Regions from separate parts of the Zea mays genome. Here region 1 is linked to region 2. The links are chromatin contacts, called in public Hi-C maps. All regions are on one chromosome and are shown on one strand. Each heading gives the region's core, a stretch centred on a gene start, on an enhancer-like site or on the middle of the called end of the contact. The rest is flanking DNA. Distances are from core to core; before and after follow the strand shown.

The links. Hi-C and Micro-C count contacts between places; a contact is called where the count stands out from the background.
Region 1: a Hi-C map of leaf shows a contact between it and region 2, with 5 times the contacts expected there. The contact joins two enhancer-like sites. A contact is called at or near these places in 5 of 25 Hi-C or Micro-C datasets (bundle sheath, ear, endosperm and 2 more).

Annotation. Positions count from the first base shown.
Region 1 is chr7:117,052,683-117,058,704 of Zm-B73-REFERENCE-NAM-5.0, forward strand. No RefSeq gene overlaps it. Among protein-coding and RNA genes, the nearest start is that of LOC103632739, 55 kb to the right of the region's middle. Within about 2 kb of position 3,994, at least 17 of the 20 cell types and tissues checked have an H3K27ac peak or open chromatin away from gene starts, as enhancers often do. A contact at or near this core is called in bundle sheath, endosperm and leaf, where this site is marked.
Region 2 is chr7:116,854,926-116,861,135 of Zm-B73-REFERENCE-NAM-5.0, forward strand. No RefSeq gene overlaps it. Among protein-coding and RNA genes, the nearest start is that of LOC103632738, 74 kb to the left of the region's middle. Within about 2 kb of position 2,211, at least 13 of the 20 cell types and tissues checked have an H3K27ac peak or open chromatin away from gene starts, as enhancers often do. A contact at or near this core is called in bundle sheath, endosperm and leaf, where this site is marked.

The sequences.
Region 1 (6,022 bases), core at 2,744-5,243, 200 kb after region 2:
AATATTGTCCTCGAGATTAGTAAAAAGGAATGTATCTAAATCTTGTTTCAAAACATATGCACAATCAAGAATCTCAACAAGATGCATAGCTTGTTATTAAAACATAGGTTCAAATAGACCTTATTACTATTCCTAGAATAATAAAGAACTAGCTACTACCTAAGGCATTATTTAGGTCTTACAAATACTATCCGCTAAAGAAAACTACTCTAATCATGTTTCTCATTCCCCTCTTCACTGGCTTCTTTGCCTTCAACCGGCACCTCTTTCAGGTTTTCGGGTTCTCCAGGTTCAGCTTCTGCTTCCACATGGTTGACCTATCCCCGATTGACGGATAAGGCCCGACTCTTACTTCCTGAGACCTGACCCTACTTCATCAGAGCTGGAGTGATATAAGCAACCCTGTTGGGACAGTAGTTGGCATAATGACCGACCTATCCACATTTGAAGCATGACCTGTTTGTGGATGCATTAGGAGCAACAGGTCCCTTGTAGGTGCTTGCTTAGGGTATAGCTTGATTTTGTTGAGTTTGTTGTCCGAAACTGTCATGAGCTGGCGTGCCTTGAGGTGTAGCATAATGGGGACAAGTACTACTTCCAACTTGTCCTTGGTTAGTAGCCCTTCTTTTCTCTCCTAGCTCAACTCTCTTGTGTTCTAGAGCTATAGCCTTGTCTAGCGGTCTCTGGAAGGACGTGAATGTGTGGGACATCAGTTGGTATTGGAGTGGCCGATCAATCCCTCTAGAAATAGTTTCTGCTTTTTCTCATCATCATCAACTTCCCCAGGAGCATATCGGGATAACTGGATGAATTTGTCTTTGTATTCGCTTCCTGACATGCCTCCCTGTTTGAGGGATAGGAACTCCTTCTTCTTAATCTTCATGAGACCAACATGAATGTGGTAGTTTCTAAAGTTAGTGGAGAATTTTGCACAGAAGATGGTGTCAGCTGCAGCATGTGCTGCGCAGTATGCATCCCACCAATCTGCAGCAGGGCCAGTGAGGCGACCCGATGCATATAGAAGTTTCTCCCTATCAGTGCACTGAGCTATATTGAACATCTTTTCCATGGACTTTAATCAGTTGTCAACTTGCAGTGGGTCTGGGGAGCTAGACAAGGTGGGTGGCTTATGGCTCATAAACTCTCGGTGCTTATCCCTGGGTGGAGTTGGGTTGGTGGAGGTGGTAGTTGCTGTCATTCCTATCGTTCTTGATGGATTTCCTGACGCTCTTGACACATTTTTTGACGCTCTTGATGGATTTGCGCTTGCATATGTGTCATGGTGCTAGCCATCTGCTGTAGTAGTTGCATCCGAGCGGCAGCTACAACATCTGTCCTAGCCGGTGGGGGATTCAGAGGAGGATTCATCTCCGATTATGGTTGGGTAACTATCCTTCTGCGACGAATACGAGTAGGTAGATCAAGACCTCCTCCCCTCCTGATATTAACCATCTGGGTTAGAGACATATGTTAAGATATTTTTGCAAGGGAAATAATTTAGTAGGCAGAACAAATAGCCTAGTAGCTGGTCATATACGGAAGGATCAGAGTTTTGGTTGGCGGTGTTGTGTCTAGGTTGGGATAACTATGTTTATATGATGAATCACCAAGGATAAGATAGAATCTGTTAAGATAAGATGGATCTATGATACTATATACATTTTAATGGGGAATAATCTAGGTCGGCTAGTTATCTTATAAACACATTTTATGCCTATATGTATATGTAGATGCAATTGTGGACATTACTCCACAACTCATCACATTCAATCAAAGAACCAAATCAAACAGGTATCATAAGAACAAACATTCAAGCGTACAGATACCTACAAAACTAGTTTTGTTTTTGTTCCTAAGATTAGGCCTCCTTTCCTAAAGGTCACTTTAGGTACAAGATTTCAAAGTGTGAAATCCACTTTTGGTTTTAAGAAAGACAAGGTAAGAGTAATCAGAGTAAAGTAGCAATAGATAAGAAAAGATTAAGGTAAGTTTAGAAAGAATCAGAGTAGAAAAGGTAAGTAGGTAAGGGTTGTCCAGTTCTATCTAGGTAACGTCCTACAATCAACATTCCTCTGATACCACTTCTGTCACACCTGGATTTAAGGGGCAAACCCGGGCGCGAATCAAATGTGTGCTAGTATCAAGTCTCACACATATGATGACTCATGGTACAGAAATGAATGACACATCTTTACTATATAATGGAGTTATGTACAAATTAGTTAAATAATTATATCATAAGAAGACAACGATCCAGCAACCATAGTTGTCTAGGAGGCGATGACCTAGCCCTCTCATGAACTCATCACAACATCCTTCATGCTCCATATCCTGTGGTACATGTCCTTGACTTGGGGGATGTGAGTACCACATGGGTGAGCTCACATACGTTCATCACTCAACAAGTTGTAGGGAATAATGTGCATGATCTCACTTACGGTGGGGCTCATATGAAGTGTAAGGCTTAGCAAAGAAGATGGTTAAAGCTGAGCATTGCTTTTTAAAGTTGGTCAAAGTTTTATTAACACTTACTAAGTATAAGTAGATACCAACCCAATTAAATAAGAGATCACAATTAAGAATAACACCCACAATGCAATGCATATGACAGATTAAGTTTAGTTCCAAAAGTTAATCATGCGAGAGTCCTGAGTCGCTCTTGACCGTGAGCACGACTGATATACTAGTTTTACACTCTGCAGAGGTTGTGCATGTTTACCCACAAGACGCGTTTCCCGATTAGCCAGGGTTAGCTAGACCCTTAGACGCTTCTAATGTGAATGGCTAGCGATCCACCGTGAGACCTTTCCAAAGTTCCACTAGTTTGAGAAAACCCGCTATGGTTTCAGGAAGAAGGAAGCATATGAATCCCTCGTCCAGAAAGCCAAACAAATAGTCTGACCTGAGAACCTCCCAATACTCTCCAGCGACACCTCCCAACTTGCCCCTTTCGGGTAAGGTAATCTCTCCCTAGCTTTCCTAATTACATGGCCAAGGGCGTCCCATTCCACCCCTATGGTAGCACTGTCGTCTCAAGTTAAGCTCCATGTTCCAATTAACACAATAATCTTGTCATGAACAATAATTAAAACAACAACAAAATTGGAACATGGTCATAACTCAGATGTAACTTTAATTCCCAAAACCAGATAGAGCAATAGCAAGTCTACCCAACAGTTCATTTGTCTTCAAGGTGTGGGGTAAACAAAACTAGGGAAACCTATTGGGTCCCATCAAATTAACCTGAGCATGTCACAGTGATTACCAGAGAACATTATTAGGTAGAGAAGAGTGATCATGGGCACAAGTTGTGTGTGACTTGAGATCCCAGGTACTTCACCAAATTGGTCTTCGGGTGACTCGTAACCTCACTGCTACTCATATCAATACATACAAATAGGAAAGGAGTACATGAACATAACATTACACAAAACATGAGAACAAACAACATAAGAATATTCTATGTGTTGCTACGAGAGCGTAGGTTCAAGAACGACTAAAATCAGAGTTATAATGAATGCGATATGAGTTTCCAAAGTTTTATGTGCTTGGATTAGTTAAACATATGCTAAACCAATTAAGTGCTCGATTTTGACAACATATTACATAACAAAATAAGGTTACTAGGTTGTAGATAATATTTATACGAACCTAATGCAACTCGAACGGGTTGAATCAGAGCTAAAACGGAGGAGATATGGATTTTACTAGATTATTAGGTTTATTTTTATACCTAACTTCATTTTCTACATTTATTTTTAATATCTCAGATAACCTTGGACTGCGGACACCAATAACAGCGGTTTCAAGGTTTAAAATGAATAAAACAGGACCCAGCTCTAATGCTTCTAGAACTCCCCTGGACGGTGGGTTAATTTGTGAAAAGATTAGGGACCTTTTAACAATTGTGCATGCACCGAAGGGTACAAGTGTATGGGAGCCGTCCAATCTGAACACAGTGGATGAGATTAGATCCTATAACATTATAAACCGACACGAAGTGTGAGTAGTTGGATCAGCGATGCAGGGCCCAGATTTAATGAGGACGCAATCTAATCCGGACCGTGCCTTTCTCATTTGACGGTACCAGATCACTCTAGCCAACCTCCAAGATTACCCAATCCCCATCATCGATCACACGATCAACAGTAACCGTTCTCCCCCCTACCCAGACCAGGGCCGAGGCGGCGCCTCGTGCGATTCCACGATAGGGCATCGCCGGCGTATGCAGCACTGGCTGCCTAGGTGCCTTTCTCCCTTGCGAACAAGCACTACGCAAAGAGGTCAGGCATGCGAAACTTTCAGCAGTGTCCAATTCGGCGCACCCGCGGTGGTCGAAACTGGCCACGGAGAGACGGGGATGTGCAATGGAGTACTTGCTCCGGCGAGCCATTGGCGCCGCACTGCCCGGAAATTACCGTGTTACAACTAGCACTACTCGATGCGGACTTGGCTCGGAGCTATCAAGGGAACTCGTACCGTGGTTTGGTGCGCAGGAAGGTCAACGACCACGCAGGCGGCGGAGTCGCGGCGGTGATGAATTTCGGCGAGAAATTCCTTGGTCCCGGTCGATGCTCTGGCCCAAGAAACCTTACCGGCATCCTCGGGGTGTTACGACGAACATCGGACGATCCTGTCACTCCGATTTCTGTCGTGGTCAGTGGATAGTGGTGTGGAGGCTCACAGCTCCCCCTCGGTTCCTGTTGACGATCGACCCCTACCTCGGCGACATATGGAATTGGTTTGGATTGGAAGGGAAGGGTGCCTCGGCATCCAGATTTATATTGGGGTGAGGCGACATGCTCGGCTGGGATTGCACTGGTTTGTTATGCCGGTGCGAATCTGCGCTTGATTCTGTTTTGCATGAAGAAGAATGAGCTGCCCAAGCGGGCACACCTGGCAGAGTAAACGAGCTCACGGGGGCGAGAGTGAGGCTAAGGCCCTGTTTGGGAGAGCTTCACTTCAAGAATTTCAATTTCGTTTGAACTTCTTCAACCCAAACAGGTCCAGCTCCACGAGCTTTAGTTTTAAAAAAAATCGAAACTAGAGGCCCGTTTCATGAAATTCATGAAGCTCCTTAGAGGGTGCTTCAAAAACACTGTTTTTATATCTCCTCATGAAGCTATATGAAAATTACCCACCATGCCACTGGTTACGCAACATACAACTTCCGTTCTCTCTGGCGACAACCCACTAATCATCAAGGGTAATCAAGGAAACACACACAAATCAATTGTACTATAGAAGTTGGAGTCCATATACAAACCAAACGCTCCTGGAACTCACCTTAACAATTTGCTGGAGCTGTTTTATAGTGAAACTGGAAAACCAAAGCTGAAGTTTTTGAAGCAAAGCTCTCTCAAACAGGCCCTAAACAGCGGGTTCCACCAGGCAGTGGTAGGCACACGCGGGGTTGGAGCTGTGCTGAGGTGGCTGAGAGCGCAAGTGGGCCGTGAATGAGAGAATCGACCCAAGTAAAGGTAAGCTTCTTCTCTCTATTATTATTTTTTCCTTTCAATTTTCATACTTCAAATCCCTATTTCAAATTCGAATCAGATTTGTGGTTCAAATTCAAATATGCATAATCCTCATAAACTCCAGCACACAAATGCAAGTTATATATATATATATATATATATATATATATATATATATATATATATATATATATATATATATATATATATATATATTAGTTATTCCTTTAAGCGAATGCTCAAAATACACCACGCACACACTATTAAATCATTATTTTGAATATGTAGTCAATTAAGGGTTCATTAAAAAATTTAATATTCACTTATTTGTTTTGGTTTTATGGAAAGGCATTATCTCTATCAAGAGTTACTCTAACATATGAAAGAATATTTTATATAATCTTTGAAGGGAATAGCTCATTCTAATAAATTGAAAATTTTGTATTATTTATTTATTTTAAGAAGGGTAAATTCCAAAGTATAATTATTCATCTGACACTTTATTGTGATTCCTTTTACAAATGCCAAATTCAGGATTTTGGGTG
Region 2 (6,210 bases), core at 961-3,460:
CGGGCCGCCCGTTTGGCCCGTGGCACGACACGAATTTAGCCCGATCCAAACATGGCCCGACACGGTCGGTTACGGGCCCGGGCCGGCACGACCCGTTTAGCGGGCCGGGTATGGGCAGATACGGCGGCCCGCGTGCTTTGGCCCGGCCCGGCCCGATAAATGGGTCGGCCCGACGGTGGCCCGCATATTTATGTAAATATTAAATATGTAAATACATTTAATTCTTTCATAGTATGTAAATACTAAATACGCGGCCAAACATATATAAAATGCATACATAAATATTTTGTTGTCTTAATATATATAAATAATATGCTATTATATATATTAATTCTGTTAAATATATGTATTTATATACCGTTCTACTGTTGGTTCGGGCCAGTGCCCGGTCCGGTCCGTTGAGGCCCACCGGGCCAACGGGCCGGCCCGGCACGATTTTTCCCTGTGCGTGCCGGGTTTGGGCATGTCCTTAGGCACGTGGGCCAGCCCGACCTGGCCCGAAGCATCAACGGGCCGTGCTTGGCCAGGCCCTATTCGTACCGGGCCGAAACGGGTTCGGGCCGGGTCCGTGCCGGGTGGCCTGTTTGGACATCTATATTGAGTCGGTTTAAATCCATAGCAAGTCAAAATACATCCATATCTATTCCAATACATTCCAATCAATATAGAATTGACGGAACGATTGAGGTGAATACTATAGTATCCAAACAAGACCTTGGAACAAGCTCCGTACTACGCTCAGCATGCATCAGCTCAGCGTCCGAAGACTCGGACAAAACAACAGCTATCTGCTGTCCAGTTTATGACTGACGAAACTGGAGAACGAGACATAGCTATCCAGTGAGCAGACAGGTTACATTTGACACACAGAACCTTGTAGGTTGCGAAGTCACATAGACAATGCAATAGTATGAGCCGGGAAGTCTCTGGCGTACCTCGTATTGCCATTCGTTGTGCAGTGCCCGTCCATGTTTTTGCTAATTGTAAAACCACAGGAAAACCCACAAAAAAAGGAGATCACCATTCACCAGTCCCGGTGTCCAGTCGTTATATTTCTTTCATTTCTCATGTGCACAGTATCAAGCTATATCATTCATTTACTACTGCAATTTAAGTCAAGTGCACAGTATCAAGCTATATTTCTTTCATTTTCATGTGCACAGTATCAAGCCATATATCATGTTCAGTCGCTATACAAACAACAACAATTCAAAAGAAAAAAAAGAGAGAGAAGATGTTGTCGTCCCCGCCAGGCTACAGCTAGCCCTAGGATAAAAACAAGCGGCGGGCCCCGGGCACGCAACCCTCGTTCGTTGGGCTCATTCGGCTGCTGACGGTCGATCCGGCCAGGACGCAGAAGCTGCCTTGGAGTTGGCGTGGCGATCGCCGTCGTCGCCCGTCGGCATCCCAGGCCGCGGCCTGCCACGTGCCCCGTCCGTACGTCGAGCTTGGAACGGGCGGCGAGAGGGAAGCGCATTTAAAGGCGGGAGAGCGAAGTGGCAACTGGCAGTGGCAAGTCAAGTGTTCCGGTGTCCCAGTACGGAGATGGACTTTTCTTCTCCTCGCATGAGTAATGCGGCCAGCAGGAGGTGCGGGTTGTTCTAGACGATGGATCGAGCGGGACACCGTACCGCCGCGCGTCATCGTCGCCGGACGCCGGTCGATTTCGATGCGGCGAGATAGGGGCTCGCTCGTTGAATTGCCTGAACGCGATTGGTAGTAGGATACAGATACACGCAGCGTTGCAGTTTGTGAGCGTAGCTGGCTTGGTTTGCTGCTACGTCGCTGCGTCAGCAAGCGACCTGGGCTCGCTGCCAAGCCGCCCCCACTAACTCCAACAGAGCCAAGTTGCTTCGCCATCTCCATGCATGCACCCTTTTCGATGGTGCTCACTTTATCAGCAGACCACAGCTTGCCACAAACCGATGGCCGAGTGATCATACGCAGACAACACACACAGTTTGTCAGTTTCCTAGCTCATCCTTGTCGATCGTCCAGAGACTTCCTCGCCATGTCTCTTCTCCCCCCTACGTGTCGTACTACACCCAACTTACTTGGCTGCAAATGGAGTCGTTGCTCTCCGCACGCAGGCAGGAACAGTAACGCTACTAGTACTACTGTTCTGGGACACAGAGAATCTGATGGATTGAGAGAGAGAGAGCTGAGGACCGTACGTCATAACGGTTTGGTCAGACAGCTAACCGAATAGGCCGTTGCATCGCAGTAAAAGAGGCGTCGTTGCAGTCACCATTGACTCGGCGACGACGCACAGGCACACATGTGTGGCCGTTAGAGCTAGCAAATGGCGCAGCTAAATAAGCGTCACATCCGCGCCGCAGCCCCCGGTTCACATATGTGTCGTTGCCGCTCTCCCCCGTACCTTTTGTGTGTTTTGTCGGCCGAGGGATTGTTCGTTTCAGATTAAAGACGACCGTGTTTGAACCGTCTTCTACTCTCATTGATTTTCAAAGAGAGTTCGCTGCACGTACTGAAGATCTAGATCGACGCAGGGACCAAAAAAAAACTAACATATCTCAGAGAGATTTATTAGTTGCACTCTCTTCTCTGGGTGCGAAAATTTAATATGTGTGCAGAGCAAAGCACTCCTATAGAATATGCGTACGCCACAGTCGACTAGGGTTGTCACTTGTCAGGTCAGCCTATAAATTGTCAAATTGATTGTACATGACGTGCACAATTTGAAGACAAGAAACAATTTAAAGACAAGAAATAAAAAAAATGAGGTACCTCATCCAGCGGCCGTAGACACGTCTGTGTCGCTTACGTGTACACTAACCACATGCCATGTCCGTGGGCCAGCGGGCCTTTACTAGGCCCATTAATTTTAATTTATTTAATTGTCAGATTTTCTATTACTTTATAAGATAAGATAGAGAGCATACGACGACTTTGGAATAAAGGGATTTCAGAGAAATTATATACATATTTTACATAAATCAGTTTATTATTTCTCACGGAAAAAATACATGAAACAGAAAAATGCACGTATTCCAAATGATGCCACAAGGACATGTACAATAGATGTCTTGAGTTGCGTCTTCGAGTTTGTCTAATAGGGTAAATGTAAAAAAACTCAAGACACGTATCTTGATGAAGACATCGTGTCTTGGTTCTATGCTCAATTGGTCAATTTAATTTATTGAACGTTCTGATTGGTGCAATGAATATAGTAAGACACATGTTTTAGACACACTCGCTGTATTATATTGTGTTTTACCTATGTATTATACTTGGAGTACCGTGCAACAGTGTTAGGGTTGTACATACCCTAATAATCATTACACATTCGTCCCGCAATCAGGCTTTTCGAACCAAACACTACCACTATAAAGGCCCACGCTATTACTTCCGCTTATCATCTCATGCAAATGGAAGTCACCTCTTCCCTCTATCAGTAGGTCAGGCACGAGAAGATGTGGAAGACCCATTCCCTTCCTAGCAAACCACGCACATAGAGGAACACACGAGACACAGTATGTAGGTTGGGCCTCTGGCCTCTTTCTATGTTCTGTTATTCATCATGACATGGTACGAGTTCCTTCTATAGACAGTGAGACCCTCAGGGGTAAAACTGGTATTTGCCCACAAAACCCTTGGTTAGGGTTTCTCAACACTCCCCCTTGGACGAATATTGCGACCAACACATGCCTCATTAAAACTCCTAAAAACTCAGTGAAAAAAATACAGAGAAAGAGTGCATAGTGATGCAAATTGCATTTGCACTTTGTTGCCTCGTTAAAAACCTTATGTGAGAAACTTCAGGAAAACTCACCATGGGAAAAAGAGTACAACAGTTGTCATCAGGACACATTTCGATCTTCTGGATCTAGATTCCATCGAATCTTTTACAAGGGCTAACTTTAGAAATATGCTCCCCTTGATCCTTGCAAAATTGTCTCAATATGACAAAACACCTTCTAGAAGTATATGCACATAGATATTTAGCAAACGAATTGCATATCGTTGCAAGGATCATTTCAGGAACTTTACCTCAACTCACTTCTCGGATACACGAGGTTAGTGCACGTATCAACGTAAATAAGCCACATTGACTCGTGGCGTTCGGTCGACCAGATCTACATATTTGATAGAAACTTCCATAAAGGTTCATAAATCGATCATCAAGTTGACACCTTTAGAGAATACAATATGACATTCAATGTCTCAAAGTTATGATCAATATTAAACATTCGCTCCCCCTGACGATGACATATGTCAAAGTCATTATCCCTCATAACTCAAGCACATTCTTCAAGATATGTGTCTCATTGTTCATCGAGACAATGAGGATGGATGAGGTTGGGGTGCTACACTTTTCATTCTATCATACACCACAATATACACATAGTTGTGCAAAGCAAATAACTTGTCCTTCCAAAGGACTTAGGGGACAATATAGTTGCAATAGTACATATTCCAAATATGACTCGTCGCTCCAGGCGTTCATTCATTACAACTTCTATGATGGTATAACAAAAGTCCATCAAAGATCATAATCCACTAGAGATACTTCATTGATCAGATACATTGTTATAGTCTGTTATTCTTTCATAATGGGGATATTTTGCCAGTAACACCTAAACCATCTGGGTTATTGCCATCAGGGCTTTAGAGGATACCGTAATTCCACATCTAGTGGAATATACCACGAGTAAAACTCGTAGAATGCATATGTGCTTATTCAATGAACTTCAAGTCCTTTGGTATCTCATCTTATTCAGTTTTGAGACTGTATGAGTCTTTATCCCTTTATCGGGATTAATAATTTTGGTGTTCAACTCATACTTTATTTCTTCTAGAAAGGTTCTATCATGGAATTATAATATCAACTAGGAGATATTCTCTCTACACTGGAGAGTGATCATTCATCAGGAATGTATTATCCGGTATGAGATTGATAGGGGGCACGTTAGTGGGATATAGGGGACCGAACTTAGGGGGAACCGATGCGGATAGCCTTAGTATATTAGATACGCAACATTGCTCTATTAAAAAAGGTTACCCTATAAGGTCTTTTGGTTGCGTCTGGATCGAAAGGGATCGAGGGGGATTAAATCCCATTCTATTTAATTTTGACTAGTGAGGGATTTAATCCTCTTCAATCCCCTACAACCTAGACACAACCGAACAAGCCCTAATGATTTCGCACTTGTCGCATTTATAATTTAAGCCAAGTCATTGTTTCTCCATCTGGTTGTCCTTTACCTTAGGGCTTCTTTGGAATGCAGGAATTTTAGAGAAATCATACAGAAATGTCACAAAAATCAGTTCATTTTTACAGGAAAAACGTATGAAACAGAAAAAATTCTATGTTCCAAATGAGCCCTTAATTTTATAGGTATTACATAACAGATGCAACAGTGTTCCATGCGACAACCTAGTTTACATTGTGTACATACTACCTAGACATGCGAACTTACATACACGTATTCTGATCTGCATATAAAACAGAACATGTCATCTTGTTGATACAATTTTTTTTGTGTTAATACCCTTCTGTAGGATCTAGGACACCGGCTAGAGGGGGGTGAATAGACGGTTTTGACTAAAATAAAAACACTAGGGAAATTTAATCAATATAACAAGAGGTATAAATTCTCTAGTGATAACAAGTAAACAATCTATGAGAATCAACTAAGGTGATTGAATACTTGAAGAACAATATGCAAAACACTAATCACTTGCACGACAATAAGTAATGCAAGAAAGTGAAGACACCAAATTTTATCCCGTGGTATCGGTGATTTGTCGATCACCCCTAATCCACGTTGAGGTGGACTTCAAGCTCTCACTTACTCCTCTATCAAGACATGGCTTGATCTTTGAGCCAAGTGGATAAGAAATCACTCAATACCTCGATTCCACTAATGTCACCTTTGCCGCTCCGGCGAGGTAGGCGCGAACCCCTCACAATCAACACCGTGGCTTCTCCACAATCTTCTTGGAGAGCTCGACGGAGACAATCACCCGAGTGGTCTAGGAGGCAGCAACGTCCAAGAGTAACAAGCCGATGACGCTTGCTCGGTGTACCACCTAGTGCCTCAAGAATCACCGATGGATGCAAATGCACTAGGAACACTCAATCTCTCACTAGAATGCAATCTCAAGCAAAGAGTGTGAGAGAGTGAGTTGGAGGATCACAATTGAGCTCAATGTATGCAAAAAATAGCCAAGAGAAGCCTCACACAC